Linked DNA regions of Mus musculus: region 2 is linked to region 1. The links are chromatin contacts, called in public promoter capture Hi-C maps. All regions are on one chromosome and are shown on one strand. The core of a region is the stretch at or near the end of the contact, and the rest is flanking DNA. Distances in the headings are between cores, read along the strand shown.

Region 1 (3,432 bases), core at 712-3,211:
TCTTTTGATCATGAAATGAGAATCATCTGAATAACGTTTTGTTCATTTAACTTGGGTTTACTGTGCTTGGGGAAGATAGGAATAAGAATAACACCAGCTTCAAAATAGAAATGGGAGAAAAAGTAGATGAAGCTGAGCAGATCTCACAGCCAGAGGTTGAAGGAAGGAGAAGAAGCAAGTGTAGATGAAATTAAATTAGGAGCCATCAAATGAAAGCTGCAGTTCAGTTGCCTGTTGGAGTTAGTAAACAAGGCCTTCCATGCCGTCCCCATGCAGCTCATGTCTCCTGCATCAAGTAACAGCAGTGGCTCTCTGTCACCTTCCTCTTCTTCTGATTGCCTACTGAGCCGAGGAGGGCCTGGCCGGAGCCATGTGGCAGCTTTACGGAGTCGTTTTGAGTTGGAATACGCCCTAAATGCAAGGTCCTACACTGGGTGGCCTCAAAGGTAAGTGCGGATGTCAGCAAGGGTCTTGCTGTAAATCCAGACTTCGGTGCCAGATCTGAACAGTCACCTACATGATGCTGTCTAGTGGAGCCTGAACATCCCTCTGGAAAACACTGGCCAAGAATTTAGATTCCATTTTCAATATACTGTGAACAAAAACCTAAACTTTCATCCTTGGCTAGTTTAGGTTCTTCTGCAAGTTGTCAGTAACAGCTCTGGCACCAGAGAGACTTCTGCTAAGATCTAAAGTGATGAAGCATTATAAATTATTGAATATATTTTAGGGTGGTCTTGTGGAATTCAAGGAAGGATTCCACATATCAGCCTGGAGTCAGTTCTGGTAGTGGAGACCAGACATTCAGAGCAGCACCCATCTTCCTATCTCAACAATTCCACTCCTGGATATAGCCCACAAAACTGAAAGCAGACATACAAACAATCCCCATACACATGTGTTGATGGAAATCTTGTTCATAATGGCCATGAATGGAAACAACTCAAGTGTCTGCCAAAAGATGGAGAGACAGCATGTGAGAGGTACCATGTACTACAGAGTTACTCAGCTATAAAAAGGGGTGCTATTTCAGCAGTGAGCAGTGGACAGAGACAAGCTGACCCTGCTACTGTAGCCAAGTCCAAGAATTTGCCACTCAGAAACTGACACAGAGCAAGAGGCACAGCAGCATGTGGGGCAAGGGGGATTTGGATGGAAGAGCTTGGCTTCTCGACACAGTAAGAATGTAGGGAGACAGCCGCACAGCCTGGTATGTGTCTTAGAGCAGCTTCCTTGCATTTTCTCAGCTGCTTCTTCTCCACTCACTGTCCTTTGTGGTGTAGGACTATGGCTTCTTTTCCTACCTGCATATTTCTCTGAACAGCTTAGTCCCTCTTACAGTGTCAGTGAACAGGAGGTCAATTTGTTTATTGCTCCAACCCTAGCAAACAGAGTCTTAATTATTTGAGATCCATGGTATAGATAAATGGTATAGATAAATGGTATAGATCCATGGTATAGATAAATGCTCCTGCTGAAGCACTTAGTGAAAATGTACAAGGAGTCAAGAGAAGAATTGTGTCATTTTATGCATTGCTACATTCAACTATCTTGCAGTTTGGCTGACGTAGGGGTGTTAAGTAATAAATATTTGTACAGCAGATAAAGAATGGAAATGGAATAAATTGGATTGATATATGGTAGTCATTATGAATTTACAGTGGAGTCAGTGAACAGGCTCTGACTATCCCTTCCAATGTTCTATTCAAATATCTGCCACCATGGAACACCTGTGAAATGCAGGACACTCTTTTAAATGCTGTCTAAATAGTTGTGTAATTAAGCTTTGAGAGGCAGACCTTTCATTATTGAAGATGAAGAATGGACTCAGAAAGTATAAGCAATCCTCCTGAGAGATCTAGTAGGTAGCCCGGCTGGATTCCCACAGGAGCCTCTGCTGTGCTTTCTAAATTCCCCCGGCACAGGAGGCAGCAGGATCCAGAAGCTCATTGTGTTTTGCCAATGCTGTGTTTTCTGGACTTGTCCCAGTTTGTTCTGGAAGATGATCAAGGAATGGATTCAAGCATTCCTCACAATCCTGCATTTTCAGCTTGTTTTCTGAAGGCTGTAGAAGGGAGTCAGTCAGTTCTTAAAGTGAAAGAACCCAAGGATGTAGGAACCGGTGGACTAAGGCCAGCAGGGTCCTGGGGCTACCTGCCTAGAGTGGTTCCCAACTTTGCATGTTAAAATCATCTGGGAAACTCAGAAAGGACCAGTATCCAGGGCCAACGAGAGCTCATCATGGTGACATCTTGGCCACAGAAAACCTTGGAGGTTGTGGGTAGTTCCAACACAGCAAAGCAGGTAAAATATAAAGAAAGGCATGGTGCTAACCTGCTGGTCTCTCTGTGGGAGGAGATTCAAGTTCTGGCACAAGTGGAAGAGACCTTGCCAATATCCTATTTTGACCACGGATGCTCTAAAGGATGAGGATGAGTATTTACGCTACTTCAGTCTCTGGTCTTGTGAGCACTGAGCCTCAAAGCTATCTTACCCAATTACACAGGAAAGTGTAATTTTGCATGGGTGCCACCATGACTTTGAAAAATGTGGACAAGGCTTCGGTTGTGCTTCCCCACTAATGTAGAGACTTGGGCTCCTCAACAATGTACTGAATCATTGCATTTATACAGACTTCTAGCTGTGGTGTCAACAGCCAGAAGATTGAAATTTAAAAACTCTTGGCTTAGTATAGGATTCCATTGTTTTTATGTATACTTATCTTTAGTTATGGTTAACATTTTTTCCTATATAAAAGAATTTTTCAAGGTAGAAAGTTGTCAGGTATTTCCTCCATGAAAAAGAGGAAATAGCTAATTCGGTACAAAAATCACAAATTGAGTAAAATCTGAGATTAAGGAAACCATTCTTGAAGTTCTGCGTCTTTTAAAATATTTTGTGTCCAGATATATTTAGAAACTCGGCATGTGGCACTTCTCCTCCCACAGGGTCTGAAATCTCCCATCTTGTGCATGGATTACATCATGTTAAATTTAGAAATGACAAAGTGATGAACAACCTTTCAGATGTGAAAACCAATTAGGGTTTGCATGGGGCTCAGCTCTGAGAATAGTGTGTGACCCAGTTAGCTGTCCAGGAGAAGACACTGGGGATGTAGGATTCAAAGCTCTGAAACAGACACCCTTGGGATCAATCGCTAGCAATACAAGGACTCCTCTAAATAGCTTGCCTAGTGCCCTGGGAACATATTTCAACCTAGACAATGTGAATATAATGTAAAAAATTCTCGATTCACACTTAATTTTCCTGGAATTAATGGACTGTGTGCTATGGTAGCTCAATGAATTGAACACATAGGTCGGGTCCTCCACTCTAATCTTCCCTCTGTTTGTCTATCTATAGAACTTTCTTTACCTTAACCTTTCCCCTGGTCAACTCATAGCTACATTCATAATCCTCCCCAGGTTTTAA
Region 2 (3,576 bases), core at 357-2,856, 2.4 Mb before region 1:
AAGTTTATATTACAAACTTACAAATCAAGAGATAACAATTGTTTTAAGAAAGAAAAGTATACTTCAATCCTGGAATGATTTGTGTCAAATTATAGGCATACATTTTTAGCACATACAAAAACTATTCAAAATGATAATCTCCCTTTTATGTATAAACACATGACAACTCGCCACTATTTTTAAAATAGGAAGAAGCAATAGTTTAGAAAATCTTGTTGAGTAATAGTCAAATTGACTATCTCAATTAAATCTATTCTAGACTTTTTATGGTCTGTTGACTCAAGAGATCAGCAATTATTTATTCTGTATCTGTTGTAGCAAAACTTATTACTGTTAAATTAATTAAGATTGGAAATATTATAAATTCTTAGTATATAACATCTATTAACACATTCCCCTCCCCCAACATCTGTGCGACAGATGCTATTCCTGGTGCTAAAAGGAGCTTAAAGAGGTTAAAAGTCAGGTTTTGGTCAGGATCTAATTGAGATGGAGAGAGAAGATGCTGTGTCTTGGCTTTTCACTTGCTAACACTCTGCTGCATTTGAAACTACTACAGTAGAATATTTGAAGCAAGAGTTGGGCCACCACTAGAGCCTTTGTACCAATGACTTCTGTTCACCAGTCTGGAAAACAGGCAGATTCAACCCCTGCCACCTCAGGAGGCTTCTGTAATAGACTTTTGTACTAACAGAAGTATTTGCCATGATTCATTCTCTCTCTCTCTCTCTCTCTCTCTCTCTCTCTCTCTCTCTCTCTCATTTTCTGAGTCAACAGCAGGTACAGTTCCTGGCTTTAGTATAGGGCTCAGTGTCAGAGAAAGAATGCTCAGCTAGTGCAGAGAGTGTTATCAAAACAGAAGCACACAGCTGAGCAAGGCCTTTACACATACAAACCTCCATGCAGCTAATGGTGGTTTTACAGAGTGCTTAGCTTTCAAGAATGTCACTGTTTTTATAGGGATCAGATGGGAGCCACTATTTTGCACCTTAGTCATCAACTTGTAAGCAGAGAAATATCTTTCTCAAGGTGTGGAGTGCACTCTCCTGGTGAGCCACAGAGGCCCCAAGAGTCTGCTTCTCACTCATTACCTGCAGCATCACAATGCTCCAGGGAGGAATAAGGGCACTATGTATCACTGAAGCCACTGTGGGGCTGTGGGATCAGCTGTGGCAGAGGGGCAGTTTTGATTGTACATAAAACAGGGTAAAGAGAAGTTCACTCAGACAGACAGTGTAGACAATTATGCATAAAACAAGACACTGTAAAAAAAACCAGAATATTTTTCTTTATTAGATGTAATTTTCTCCAGCACAAGAAGACATCTTATTTAAGAAAGCACCAAGAAACAACAAGCCACTGGCAGTGAATCTTTCTGTAGAGTACGCTAATTATTGTTCACTACATGCATGGCCTGGTACCAGATTCTCTGGTGCCAAGCCCCTTCTTATCTATGTATTTTAGGTCATATTTGGATCCTAGAATGTTATTATGTTATTTTATGCTGTGATGCAGTGGTGGTGGTGGTGGTGGAGGGTGTGTGTGTGTGTGTGTGTATCTTTTGGACTTTGGAGAGATAACAAGACTGAGCTACAGAGACAAGGCAGAAATTAATCCTTTTGGTTGCCATGGTTTCACTGAAAGATCTGATTGCCGTTCACTGTGGTGCTGAGGCAGTAGGATGAAGAGCATGCAGCTCTGCCAGGACTAAGGTTAGCATGGATAAGGGCTCAGAAGACAGGCTCTAAGCTGACAGAGAAGGCACAACAACCGTAGGGACCCAATGTGAGCCCTTTCCATATAAAGCATCAGCAGGCTTGACAGGGAAGCAGAGGGTAGTATTGGAACCACAGCTTTCCCACCGGGAAGGAACTAGTGAGTGGTCCACATTCATGGGCATAGCTGATGCCCAATGATAGGAGCCTCTTTTCAGTATAGATTGAAGTTTTCAGGCTGCCAGAAAACTTAGTTTACATTTCTCTGGAAACCTGAGGGTGGGTCACCATGAAATCTCTGGATTGCAGGGGTCTGATATGTAAATATTAGGTCCTCATGGTTAGCCTACATACTTCCCTGGGTAACTTTGTTTCCAACACAAGGTGATTAAGGATGAGCATTTAAGGGAAACTGACCTATGGCCAAATCCTGGATGCAGAATGCAGAAGTCTCCCCTGTAGGTTTGTGGGTTTACAAGCATAGGTGAAGTCTCATGAGGAGAGTAAACAAGTGCAGACATAAGCCATGTAGCACACTGACTGCAAATAGCAATGTCTTTATAAGTGAGAGTTTATCTGTTTACATTTCATGTGTGTGTGTGCCTGTGCATGTGTGTATGCATGTGTGCATATGCTCACGTGTGCATGTGTGTGCATATGTGCATTTGTTGTATGCATGAATGTGTGCATGTTTATGTATGTCCATGTGTTTGTGTGTATGTATGCATGTGTGCATATGTGCATATTGTGCACACATATGTGCATATGTGTGCATGTATGGTCATGTGTGCATGTGTGTATGTATAGTATTCATGCTTATACATGCATGACAGAGTGCAGGCGAATGCATATGTGTGTAGTATATGCACCTGTGTATACATGAGTGCATGCATGTGCATGCGTGTGAAACTTTGAGGTTGATTTCAAGTGTCTTCCTTGGCTACCTTCTAGCTTATACACTGAGGCTGCTCTCTAGCTTATACACTGAAGCAGGGTCTCTCACTGGACTTGCAGCTTGCCACTTCAGCTCCTAGTAAGCCAGCTTGCTTTGTGGATATTTGTCTCTGTCTGCAGAGTGATAAGGTTACAGGCAGTCATTGGATCAATCTGGATTTTATGAGGCTTTTAGAAATCTGTTCTCTGTCCTCATGCTTGTTGAGCCATCTCTCCAGGACCTTAGCATATTTTATTTTAATTGAAAAGATAATAAATGGCTTTAAAAATCATTGCAGCACTGTTACCACTTTATGTTGTTATAAATGGCTACTACACAAATTCAACCTTAAAATTTTTCTTTATCAAGACAACAATTTCTATTAACGAGAGACGATGAGCACTCTAATTAGTGGCTCTATCCGAGTAGTCTGCAAAGCAGCAAAGGCTTTGTGTCCCCATCTTGCTCGCAGCTGCACTCATGTACCAGAGTTTCATTAGAGCTCTATACACACACACACACACACACACACACACACACACACACACGGAGGAGGGGGTTCCCCTGAGATTTAAAAGGGATATTGACTCTGAAATCAGCACAGAAAATTGGGTTGCAAAGGAATATAATTCCTTCTAATCTAGAGGAAATCTGGAGAGAATTTCTTTTCCTTGAAACTTATTTGACAATAACTGCAGAAGCCAGCAAAAAACCTTCTGCAGACAGGCCTTCTAGCTAGGAGCACAGCTGAGGCCCTGGAAATGCAGAAGGGGCCTTGTTACTCCTTCCTGCAGAGTTCAAGCTATACTGGGCACTGCATCCTTCCCCTGTGTTCTTTCCCTGACATCTAATAAGCAGTAGTCTTGGTGGAGTGTACTAATGAACAAAGGCTGCAGATGGAGCCAGATGACAGACATCAGCTTACAC

What was found. Promoter capture Hi-C pulls out the DNA fragments that hold promoters and counts their contacts.
Region 2: a contact with region 1 is called in a promoter capture Hi-C map of hippocampal neurons, with 2.1 times the contacts expected there. The contact joins two enhancer-like sites. A contact is called at or near these places in 2 of 39 promoter capture datasets (cranial neural crest and hippocampal neurons) and 1 of 115 datasets of contacts at active chromatin or transcription factors (astrocytes).

What each region holds. Positions count from the first base shown.
Region 1 is chr3:154,824,495-154,827,926 of GRCm38.p6, reverse strand. It overlaps Tnni3k (TNNI3 interacting kinase), which reads left to right. Exons shown (of 25, transcript NM_177066.5): 23 at 277-446. Among named protein-coding and RNA genes, the nearest start is that of Gm20389, 110 kb to the right of the region's middle. Within about 2 kb of position 1,961, at least 13 of the 459 cell types and tissues checked have an H3K27ac peak or open chromatin away from gene starts, as enhancers often do. A contact at or near this core is called in hippocampal neurons, where this site is marked.
Region 2 is chr3:157,216,076-157,219,651 of GRCm38.p6, reverse strand. All of the region lies in intron 6 of Negr1 (neuronal growth regulator 1), which reads right to left. Among named protein-coding and RNA genes, the nearest start is that of Gm24373, 6.9 kb to the right of the region's middle. Within about 2 kb of position 1,606, at least 14 of the 459 cell types and tissues checked have an H3K27ac peak or open chromatin away from gene starts, as enhancers often do. A contact at or near this core is called in hippocampal neurons, where this site is marked.